Regions from separate parts of the Mus musculus genome. Here all the other regions are linked to region 2. The links are chromatin contacts, called in public Hi-C, HiChIP or PLAC-seq and promoter capture Hi-C maps. All regions are on one chromosome and are shown on one strand. Each heading gives the region's core, a stretch centred on a gene start, on an enhancer-like site or on the middle of the called end of the contact. The rest is flanking DNA. Distances are from core to core; before and after follow the strand shown.

The links. Promoter capture Hi-C pulls out the DNA fragments that hold promoters and counts their contacts. A called contact is a pair of places that touch in the nucleus more often than the background predicts. HiChIP or PLAC-seq counts read pairs in DNA pulled down with a chosen protein or histone mark.
Region 1: a contact with region 2 is called in a promoter capture Hi-C map of trophoblast stem cells, with 3 times the contacts expected there. The contact joins two enhancer-like sites. A contact is called at or near these places in 19 of 39 promoter capture datasets (the 3T3-L1 cell line, 3T3-L1-derived adipocytes, the C10 cell line and 12 more), 2 of 15 datasets of contacts at CTCF or cohesin (the NIH/3T3 cell line and large pre-B cells), 63 of 484 Hi-C or Micro-C datasets (the 63-12 cell line, the AML12 cell line, B cells and 44 more), 7 of 115 datasets of contacts at active chromatin or transcription factors (the 230-238 cell line, the HPC-7 cell line, the NIH/3T3 cell line and 3 more) and 4 of 9 other capture datasets (adipose tissue, embryonic stem cells, liver and 1 more).
Region 3: a contact with region 2 is called in a Hi-C map of adipose-derived mesenchymal stem cells, with 1.7 times the contacts expected there. The contact joins two enhancer-like sites. A contact is called at or near these places in 1 of 39 promoter capture datasets (macrophages), 2 of 484 Hi-C or Micro-C datasets (adipose-derived mesenchymal stem cells and palatal mesenchyme), 1 of 115 datasets of contacts at active chromatin or transcription factors (embryonic stem cells) and 1 of 9 other capture datasets (liver).
Region 4: a contact with region 2 is called in an H3K27ac HiChIP or PLAC-seq map of the NIH/3T3 cell line, with 6 times the contacts expected there. The contact joins the promoter of Emilin2 here to the enhancer-like site in region 2. A contact is called at or near these places in 6 of 39 promoter capture datasets (embryonic stem cells, hippocampal neurons, liver and 1 more), 3 of 15 datasets of contacts at CTCF or cohesin (the NIH/3T3 cell line, large pre-B cells and pro-B cells), 13 of 484 Hi-C or Micro-C datasets (B cells, adipose-derived mesenchymal stem cells, bone marrow-derived macrophages and 7 more), 4 of 115 datasets of contacts at active chromatin or transcription factors (the NIH/3T3 cell line, bone marrow-derived macrophages, fetal liver and 1 more) and 3 of 9 other capture datasets (adipose tissue, embryonic stem cells and macrophages).

What each region holds. Positions count from the first base shown.
Region 1 is chr17:71,249,613-71,252,312 of GRCm38.p6, forward strand. Lpin2 (lipin 2) reads left to right here. Exons shown (of 20, transcript NM_001357791.1): 20 at 1-206. Emilin2 (elastin microfibril interfacer 2) reads right to left here. Exons shown (of 8, transcript NM_145158.4): 8 at 2,560-2,700. Among named protein-coding and RNA genes, the nearest start is that of Emilin2, 60 kb to the right of the region's middle. Within about 2 kb of position 1,254, at least 104 of the 459 cell types and tissues checked have an H3K27ac peak or open chromatin away from gene starts, as enhancers often do. A contact at or near this core is called in the C2C12 cell line, the C3H10T1/2 cell line, the NIH/3T3 cell line and 7 more, where this site is marked.
Region 2 is chr17:71,058,013-71,060,712 of GRCm38.p6, forward strand. The region is part of intron 10 of Myom1 (myomesin 1); the gene reads left to right. Among named protein-coding and RNA genes, the nearest start is that of Myom1, 40 kb to the left of the region's middle. Within about 2 kb of position 1,444, at least 39 of the 459 cell types and tissues checked have an H3K27ac peak or open chromatin away from gene starts, as enhancers often do. A contact at or near this core is called in the C2C12 cell line, the C3H10T1/2 cell line, the NIH/3T3 cell line and 7 more, where this site is marked.
Region 3 is chr17:70,835,621-70,838,320 of GRCm38.p6, forward strand. No RefSeq gene overlaps it. Among named protein-coding and RNA genes, the nearest start is that of Gm41610, 4.3 kb to the right of the region's middle. Within about 2 kb of position 1,366, at least 128 of the 459 cell types and tissues checked have an H3K27ac peak or open chromatin away from gene starts, as enhancers often do. A contact at or near this core is called in adipose-derived mesenchymal stem cells, where this site is marked.
Region 4 is chr17:71,309,683-71,312,382 of GRCm38.p6, forward strand. It overlaps Emilin2 (elastin microfibril interfacer 2), which reads right to left and starts at 1,329. Exons shown (of 8, transcript NM_145158.4): 1 at 1,036-1,329; 2 at 467-589. The coding sequence starts at 1,178.

The DNA.
Region 1 (2,700 bases), core at 4-2,503, 190 kb after region 2:
CTAATGATTCCATTCAGCTGATGAAGTACTTGATTATTAGAGAGCAGTGCCACTAAGCAGCTTTAAGTTGTCCGTAATCATTGTAAACATCAGTGCAGTACCTTCAATATGGTAAAGATGTTGTCTTCAGATGAATGGCTCATATTTTGGTGCAGTGTTTGATGTTCACAAAAAAATGTTACAATAATAAACTAACATAAACTGATTGCATTGGGCTCCTTCCTTCAGGGACTTTGACCGTATCAGTGCCAGAGATTGATAATTACAATTACCAGTTATACATAAACATCACTTTGGCTTTGCTGACTTGCTTGTCTAAAGGAGGGACGACCTCTTCCTGTTGCTCCCTTGCAAACCCTGGCTCCAGAAGAGAAGCTCCGCCCACAGGAACTATGTCTGCCTTGTAGATTCTGTCAAGAAGTGATTTGTCCATCCATCATTTCCCTACACTCTAGTTCCCACACCAGCCCTTCAGAGTCTCCTGGCCATGCTGCTCAGTTTTAATGCCTCACCTTTATTAAGCCTTTCCTGGGTAGCAGCAGGTAACAGTCCATCAGATTAACAGAGTACCCATGAACTTTTTGTAGCACAAGCCCACATCATATGATTGATGGCAAAAGTTAATGTGACATCATCCTCCCTCAGGTCACTGGGCAGCAGATACTACGTCTGCTGGATCGCACAGGAACCACAAGTCTTGGCAGTGGGGCTATATTTTTGTCCTAGAAAATATCTGATTCCTCTAGGCAGTTTTAAGTGCTATGAGAGGATAGAGTTTGGCAGCCCTCACCCCTGTACCTGCATGTGTACCTCCTTCCATGGTAAGATGGCACAAGAGAAGCACAGATTGTGTTTACAAAGTGGATGGGGGCCAGACACCGCCACTCTTGAGACTGTAGGCCTGGAGTTATGGTATCCACTTCCTTTCATGAAGCAGATACGTGGGAAACAAGACCAATCGTCACTGGGAATGCTGACTATATGCTAATCTGGAAATGATTTAAAATACACCTCAGGCATTCCTCCTTGCAGATCCCATTTAATAGTATTTAGTCATTTTAATGGTGCCGTTTGGTGGTGGTACGTATCAAGGGCAAATTGCTCCAGTTCTTAAAAAGCACTGCCTTTTTCTCAAGTCACCAAAGCTCCCTGATTAGAGAAGTTGTACCCTGAACCTGGTGACCCTGTGGTATGTACCAGTCACTTAGTCCTCTTAGGAGGACTACTTGAGGCCAGCATCAATTAAAAGTACTGAGTAAGTACTTAAACTCTGTTTATACCTCTGACTCACTCATGGACACATGACTAGAAGGGGTGTGGTGACTTAGGGAGGGGCCATTGCTCCAAACTCCCCTCCTCCAGACACGCTCTAGCTGTCCCTGTTTTTCATCTCCAAAAAAAGACTGGGGCTCCCATTTTAAACCCATCTCCTGCGTGGGCTGGAGTCCAGTTTGCATCCTGTTTTGTCTTCCAGTGAGCACATGCCTACTGCTGTGGCCCAGCTCACTCCGCCTTGCTTGTTGGATAGAGCGAGCTAGCTAAGTGCACCTCTGCCAGTAACGAAGTCACACACTGGATGATCAAGGTCTGTTGGATGCTCGAGAGACCTGTCTGGGAATGGGGAACACAGTGGCCGTACATCTCCGGTCGGGCCCCTGCCTTACAGCCACTGAACACTTGGCCACTTTGGCACTGAATATGGTCTTCAAAGAAGAGGGAAGGAAACGGACAGAAACATTCGTGTGAGCCAGCCGGGCTTTCCTAAAAGTACTGCTGCTCAGGGTTTTCCATGCGTCATTTCTCAGACAGCAGAGGGCACGCTGACCTTGGTAGCCAACTCCCCAGCTGTGGAAAACCGGGCAGTCCATGACCCGCCTTCCAAATATCCCATAATAACTTTGCAGACAGTCCTTGGAACCTAGTATATTTTGACTACATTAGACTCTTCTGCCAACTGGTTTAGGAGCAAGGCAAGGCTATTGAAACTGGTTTCCCTGTCTGCGCCTTCCACTAGGGACCTGGGGGAGTTGCCTTTCCCTACAGGTGCTGGCTGACAGACCTGGGTGCCTAGAGCTGTGTGCTGCTGTTGGGAAAGTGTCGTGTCAGGCCTCCCAGACCCAAATGTGCTTGTCTTCTCAAATGATCTCCGTTTCCAGCCGGCCCCCCATTTTATATGGGGGGGGGGCTTGTTGCTTAGGAACCAGAGTTTGTAGCCAGAGTTTGTAGTGCTATCTCTGCCAGTGAGCTGTGCAGTGGAGCAACAAGAAGTCAGGCTCATTAGCCTGCAACCAGCTCACCTCCCCTAACAGAGGCCCTCTTCAGCCGCAGGGCCACGGTACACCCTGACCTTCAAGGACATCTGGATGTGGTTTTCCAGCCAAAATCAAACCCCAAATGTCTAAAGCCTGGAAGCTGGCAGGTATGGGATGTTTTACATAACGACTGGGGTTAATTTACACAGTATTCTTTCAGCCATAAAAAATGCTCTAGTTTGTTCCCACCCCACCCCCGCCCCCGGTAACTCCCAATCCATAAGGCGCCAAATACAGAAAAGGAACATAGTGATTCCAACATCTTTATTGACGCTCCCTGTCTTTGCACTTATATTGTACATGTCATTTAAGGAGCCTGGCAAGTTTCATAAATAATGTCTCTCACATCCACCTTGGTAGCAGGGCCCAGGGGAACAGAGATCAGTAC
Region 2 (2,700 bases), core at 194-2,693:
TTTAGCTGACTCTACAAACTCCTGGTTTAGTGAGAGACTGTCTCAAAGAGCAAGGCAACTGAGGAAGACATCACTCCTTGAACTCTGGTCGACATACATGCGTGCACATACACATGCCTATGCATATACACATGTACACACACACACATATAATACACATAATAAAAACAACTCTACCAGGGCAGGGGGACGCAGAAGCCGGTCCTCCTATACGAGGCTGTGATTATGAACTGGTTCAAAGTCTCTGAGGATGTTTTACAACTATGTATTTAAAGCACACAGTCCTACTTCTCCAGTTCCAGGACAAAATGGACAAAGATGAAGACAAATATGACATAAAACCAGAGTTGCTTACCAATGAGAGTACTAAATTAAAATGTCTTTATCTGTACATATATTTTAATAAAAAGGTATAAATATATATGAATAAATATAAGAAGTTCATGCTTCACATAAAGAACTACTATGCAGCAGTGAAAACGAATGATGTATATCTGTACTTCCTGAAATGTATCAAGAAAAAGAAGTTTGCATGAACACCATGACCCAAGTTATTTAAAAAATCATCATATTTAGGATTTATTTCTTATGTGGTTGCATATATCCATAACCCACATAAGAGTGGACACAAGAAAATGCAAGTAGATCAAATATGAGTTTGTGGCCAGCCTGGACTAGTAATAATCATTATCATTTTTGCTAGACGTGCTGGCACACAGCTACAATCCTAGCGCTCAGCAGGCCAAGGCAGGATGATCCCCAGTTCAAGGTCAGCCTGAGCCATAAATTCTAGCAAGACCCATCTCAAAATATTTTTTCATCTTTTAGTTTAGGCCAGTATGTCAGTAGCCATTATTTCTGAGTTACAGATTTAAAGGAGATTTTAACCTTCTTGATTATCATCTCTTTGATAATCATGAACTACCTCTATAATAAATATAAACAATAAGATAACATTTTGAAAAAAGTTATTATTATTATTATTAGCCTATGTCTGAGGCCATAATGAGTAACAGGCTAATCTTTGACCAGATTAATCAACCCATAGGAAGTTAGGCTATTTGGAAGTTGAGAGAGAGAGAGAGAAAGCTAGAAGCTTTGAAGAGGATAAATGCTGGCTAGTGGGCTCTGTGGCCCGGAGCTGGACAGGAGCTGCTGGAGCTGGACACTGAGAGCGCCCCTCAGAATACATTCCCACCATGCTAGACTCCCCACACTGTGTTGCCCATCTTGAGAACAGGAACAATACTTTTAACTATTGTTAAAAGTTTACCACTGCATTGCTACGATGAAGCACTGTGACCAAAAGCAACGCATAGTTTAGTTCGTCTTACAGCATACAAATCCATCCCTGAGGGAAGCTGAGTCAGAGCCCAAGGGAGTGGGGGGCTGATGCAGAGGCCACAGAGGAATGCTGGCTACTGGCCTGTTCCTTGTGGCTTGCTCAGCCTGCTTCCTTATAGAACCACCAGCCCAAGGATGACAGCACCCACATTGGCCTGGGCCCTCCCATCAATCCCCAAGGCTAAGAAAATGCACCACAGACTTGCCTATTGGCAAATCTTGCAGAGGCATTTTCTTAATTCAGAGTCCTTCTTCCCAAATGACTCCAGCTTGTATCAAGCAGACATAAAACTAGCCAGGACGGGCACCCAGAAGAGCGTTAAATGAACTTAGGAAAGCAACTCTGACAAACACCCATGCCCAAGGTTAGTAAAAGTGGAAGATAATACAGGAAACAGAAGACATGATTGTTTACGAAGTAATATCATCACCAGACAGTGGGGCCGCCATTCCCCAGACACAGCTAAACTGTGATTATTCTTGTGGTATTGTGAATTAAAAGCCACAAAAATGAAACCTTTGCTTTCCTGGAACAATGAGCGCTTGTCAGTTGGAGTTGAAGCATCAGCTGATGAAGAAGAGGCTAGTATCCTTGAGGCAGGCTTTTCTGGGACATGTTTCCTCAGGGTCAGCACATGGAAGGTGTGGTCCAGAGGTGGCCATATGCGGATGAATGCCTAAGTAACTTAATAGATCTTCAAGCTCACCCCCTGAATGGCATCTTGCACCCTTTGTTATAGAAATGCTGGTCTGTGGCTCTCTGGACACCTCCTGTCCCCTGCTTTCTATTACAACCCAGAATCGCCGGCTGCTCAGCTAACTAGACTCTGCTCTGTTAACACGGGAATTACTCCATCAGTATGTGGAGTCATAGGCCTTTAAGACAAGGACGTTTCTGTGTTGTTGCTAGCTGTTCCCCTAGAGAGAGACCTCCTCTGAGTGCCTCTTCTGGTACTTGGGCTTTATCAGCATCAGCATCAGCATCAGCATCAGCATCAGCATCAGCATCAGCATCAGCATCACCACTGCATTCTTGCTCTGCTCTTCCTTCTGTCTCTGCCCTGCTTGCAAAGCCTGGGAAGAGACGGGAGTGCCCAGGAAAGCACTCGTTTCCTGTTGCTTGGCATGCAGGAAACGTTCTACGTTCAGCCCTGGCCATGGTTTGTTGGTGTCCTTCTCATTTAGTGTGTCTGCAGGAGACATTTTCCCAGAGAACACGCCCTGATGGTTTATAGGTCATGAAACAGAATGTCCAAAACCCAGGTAACCTGAGCTCTTCACAAGTAACGCCAACCTATTAACATTAAACCCAGAGGTCTGCAAAGGTTTCTGCCATCATATCAAACACCTTTGTAA
Region 3 (2,700 bases), core at 116-2,615, 220 kb before region 2:
CTTCCTCCCCCTGTACAGCAGTAACAACACCTCTCACTAGGGTTGTGAAGTCTAAACGACTGTACATAAGGTGCCCAATAAATAAGATAATGTGATAAGTGGCAATATAAGGTGTGCAATAGATAGACTATTACTTTTAAGTCAATCTGACTTTGTGTTTCTATGTTTACACATGTAGTATTTGGAAATGAACCTTGGACTTTAAGAACGCTTGGAGTCATTGAACCACACCCAACTCCTATTCTGACATTTCACTGCTATCCAGGATTTACAGAAAATGTTAGAAAAACTCTGCAGCAATGTTATTTTGAAATTTATAAAGCCTTTACAAAAATGTGAAGAAAGATGTATATATTTGTGGCATCTTGATCTCTACTATAAATTGCGAAATGATTGGATTGAGCTTAAGGTATTAAAGCTTTTAATTAGAAAATTTTAAATAAATGATGTTCTGGATATGTCATGCATGTAACTTTGGAGAAAAATGTCAACTACGTGTAACACCCCCTGACTTGCCATTATACCTATTATGGATTCAAAGGAATTTAATACACCTGTCTAGTTTAGTCTGGTCTATCTTTTTTTTCCCGCTCTTTGGTGGTGTTTTGTGTTTAGTGGGGATGGAAGCCCAGGCCTTGCCCCTCCAACTGAGCTACATTCCTGGATTCCTGGGATCTTGTTTTGGTTTTTCTTTTTCTTTCTTTTTTTTTTTTTTTTGAGACAGGGCCGTTACCTCTGCTATCGTGGGTTGAATGTATCTAAAACCATATCAACTCTATACCGTGATGCCAGGGTACGCCTTGTTTACCTTCATGGTCTTGCGACTAAGTCAGAGCTATGGGCTCACCGTGGCTGCCCAGCATGACAGCATCACCACCAGCCTGGGACACCATCGGGCTCAGAACATGATTTTATAGAATATATGCTCTCAGCTTATAGGTGGGTCAAAAGCAGTAAACGAGCCATCTTGCATCAGCAACCTTCTTGAAAGTGGTCTCTCTTGATGTGTGGATCCCCACACCCGATTGGATGCCTGAGGTCACTCAATCTTATCACATCTGCTTTTTCCAAAGTTTGAATGCATCAGCTCTGCCCTTTGTCCTAACTGGGTGCTAGAAGTTGAATGGCCAGGATTAGCCCCAACTTCTGTCTCCTCACAATCTCACAGGGAGATTTGATCTTCCCTTAGGCCTGACCAACCACAGGATGGGAATTTTTCTAACCTTGCTGAGAACTTTCACTTACAGGAAAAGCTTCAGAACAACTCTCTGGCATGTGCTAATTCCTATCATGGCTCACTACACTCCCATTACGAACCCTAGCACTGGGTGCCCGTCAGCCCAGTCAGCCCAGTCGGGAATTACTATAGCTACCAAGTGACTGCCAAGGCAGGCAGCCTGTCCCCTGTATACAACAAAGGGGTGAGTCACGGAGTAAGGTTGCATGAGATTTCATCACGCTGCTCAAAACGGAATGGAATTTAAGGCAGGAGGTTTATTTCTTGGATTTTCCATTTGATAGTCTCAGTCCTGTTTGACCACGAGTGGCTGAAACCTTAAGAGAGGTGGATAAAGGGAAACTGTGGCACATATCAGCTTTTCGAAGAATCATTCAAATACATTTCAAACTGAAATTCATGAGGGATAAAATATTATTAGGTAACAAGAGACAAACAGAACCAGAATGGCAACTAGCTTTGTTTAATTTCAACTTCTAATTTCACATTAAAATTTATATGGGGAGAATTTATAGCTTTAGGATATATATATATATATATATATATATTCAAATCTATTTACAGATATTGTCCCAATATAAATTTGAATAATTTGTTTTCCTTTTTAGATAAAATGTGAATGATCTTATCAAAACGAACATATTCAAGATTTATTTTATTTGAAAGATACTAGTGAGCCACTGAGATGGCGCAGTGAGTAAAGGCTCTCCTTACCAAGCTTAATGACCAGGTTCCATTAGAGAGAGAGAACTGATTCCCCAAGTTGTCCTCTGATGGCCAGGCATGGAGGGAGGCCCTCACAGGCACACACATCACACACTATATATGTGGGGATGCCCACAAAGGTGCACACACATCACACACATACCATATATGTGGGACGGCCCACAGGCGCGCACACACACACACACACACACACACACACACACACACACACATCACACACATACCATACATGTGGGACGGCCCACAGGCACACACACACACACACACACACACACATCACACACATACCATACATGTGGGACGGCCCACAGGCACACACACACACACACACACACACACATCACACACATACCATACATGTGGGACGGCCCACAGGCACACACACACACACATCACACACATACCATACATGTGGGACGGCCCACAGGCACACACACACACACACACACACACACACACACACACGCACATCACACACAAAAGAGAAAGTGAAATGGAGCCTTCTGGTTTTCCTCTGAAGCAGAGTCTCACGCTTGTCCCTCTCCTTAGGGTAACGGTTATCTTCTGTAATCTCTGCCTGGCTTTGTTGTACTTATCTGCCTGCATGTGCGCACAATTTGCTAAATGTCTGCCTCCAACAGCCTCCTAGAGCCAGGTAAATTTCCATGAGGTCTGAGCCATGTGAAGTCACCCACAAGCTGCCCCGAGGGTGGCACTGGCTACTGGTGTCGGTAAAA
Region 4 (2,700 bases), core at 79-2,578, 250 kb after region 2:
GTTTAGAAAATCATAACGCTGAAGAGGACAGTTGGGACAAAACTCACCTCCTTCAGAACTCCAACTGGTCAAACCTCTCGGCTAATCCTTCATTTAAAACATTTTAGAATCTCTATGCGACCCAGAACATACAATATGGATCTAATTAGGTTCAGCTGCCTTATGTTAGTAATAAAATTGAAAGAGGAGGGGGGAGAGAGAGAGGAGAGAGAGAGAGAGAGAGAGAGAGAGAGAGATGGGGGTGGGGCCTTTGTTCATCCTCTCCTGTGGCCTAGGGAATCTCAAACTCCCAAATTTTGCGCATCTTCAAGGTTCACGCAGAACAGCACACCATTAAATAGCCCAGAGTAGCTGTGAGCCGTGCAGATATCAGACTTTGTAGAGGGTCTGGAAGAGATTTCCACAAGGACTGAAGTCCAGCGCTCCACCTCACCCACCCACTCGGCCCTCGTGCTCCCCGACTTACACCAGGGCGGATGGACAGGGCATCTGGTTCCAGGGACAGTTGTACTGAGCTTGAATAAAACTCTCGCTTCCCTCCTGTACCGTGCAGCTCACGTTCTTATTCACGATGTAGGCGCACCAGTTTCTGGGGTAGAGAGAAAAGGGCTGGATAAACTTGGAGAACAATGGGGAGAAGGGGGAGACGAATTGACCCAACAAGTTGGCGGTCACCAGCGCTGAAGGCAGGAGCTTGCCAAAGCTGCCACCCCAGGGTGTCTCTTGCGTCTTTGGAACACCAAAGAGTCCCAAACCTGCAGAACAGGATGTGTTCGTGTTCGGGCTCGGTGGCAGATCCCGTAGTTCTGCCGAACACTCCCCATTGCCCGGGTTCGCTTCAGGATGCTTGGGGCGCCTGGTGGGGAGCACATGGCCACCCGGGGGTGGCGACACCCCAAAAGCCTATGGGGCTCTCTCTGCTACCGCCCGTCGCCATTGCCGGGGCAGCTCTGGAGCCCGCAGGCGGATTCGGGAGTGACCGCCTAGGATCTGGGACTCTAGGGCTGGGGGCGAGCATAAGGGACACACTCTTACTTGTTCCTGGCACTGGGCCTCGCGTGGTACCCAGGCTGCGAGCTCGCGTGGCACAGTCCCGCGCCGCCCAGGGCCAGCAGGGCCAGCAGGGCCGGCGTCCAGCGACTGGGTGCTCGGGGTCGGGGCGGGGTCTCCTGACACATCTTGAGCCCCACAAGGCTGCAGGCGGCGGGGCCGCGGGAACCGGCAGCGGGCTCGGGCGCTCGGCGGCCCCTCTGGCTCTTCGTCCCCACGCCTCCGCACTGGCCGCTCCGCGGTCCCTCAATGACGCACAGGTCCCCCCGGGTGCCGCCCTCTTTAATTCACTTCCCTCTCCGAAACGTGACTCTTCCCTTCACCATCTCTCGGCCCATCGCCTCTCGGCAGGGGGTTCGGGGAAAGAGCCAAAGGGTTAGGAACCGGGGTCTTGGTTACAGACTTTTCAATTACACATTCCTTTGGTCTCTTCCCAAACGCCAGCAGCTCCGCCTCTCACCTTCCAAACAGCGCGACCCCAGCCCCTCCGGAAGTGCAGCAAGCTTCGGGCGGTCCCCACCTCGATCCCCCGGGGCCTCTCTCCGGCCAGAAGCCCAGGACCACCCATCAGTTATTGCCCCCCCCCCCCGGCGGGGGGAACCTACTCAAGGGGGACTCAGCGTCGATTTCTTCCTCTGAGGCCCCACCGCCGTCTACCCATCAATCTTTAAGGTCTTGGGCGAAAGTTGAAGACGCAGGAGCTCTCCTAGGCGCAGCTAGTACACGGCTTGAACTTTCCAAATGCGCGGGCTGCTCCTGGATAGTGGGGTTGCCTCCCCGCAGCTGCAAACTGTCATTTGCTACTCCAGTGTTTATGAGGAGATGTCCTGCTCGGACGTTTCTCTTTCCATCAGTATTAAAGGCGGATGTTTCGGTCGGTAAAATGCTGCGCAAACATGAAGACATGAGTTCAGATCCTCAGGCACCCACATAAAAAGTTAGACAGGCTTTCACAAACCTGTAATCCCAGTACTAAGGAGGTGGAGACAGAAGAATCTCTGAGGCTGCAGGCTCACTGACAGACCCTAGCTCAAGGGGGGAGTGCCAGAGAGAGCAATTGACAAGAGGATACAAGACATTAATCTCTGGCCTGCACACACGCACACAGTATGTATGTGCGGGCAAACATTTTTAAAAGACCATTTATTATAATAGTTTTTTTTTGTCTTTGCATCTAAATAGTTCAGATTCTGTTGGTGCCTTCCTGCCTCCCTCCAACCCTTCATTCCTCCATCCTTCCCTCCCTCTCTTGCTCCCCCTGTTGGTCATGTTTTCTGCCTATTCAAACGCTACAGGGGTCTTTGCCAATTTCTCTATAGCCTGACCAAAGTGACTCCACAGATAAAATCAGCCACAGAGGGTAGGGTGTTCTACTTGGGAAGCTGGGGCAAGAGACTCACCTTAGAGGCTAGCCTAGGCTACACACTGCACCACCAAGGAGGGGTATTCTAGAGGAGAGAGAGAGAGAGCTATTCCTTTGAAATTAGTTGCTGCTCCTACCCGCCCTAGTTGGCAAGCCTAGGCTCACTGCTGTACCTGTGAACTAACATGACACTGTTGGCTGGGGGTTGGAGGGACAGGGAAAGTTGGCTATGTTTTGATAAAACTAAATGAAGCCACTGGTTGTTTTATTTTCTCATATGCTTTGCT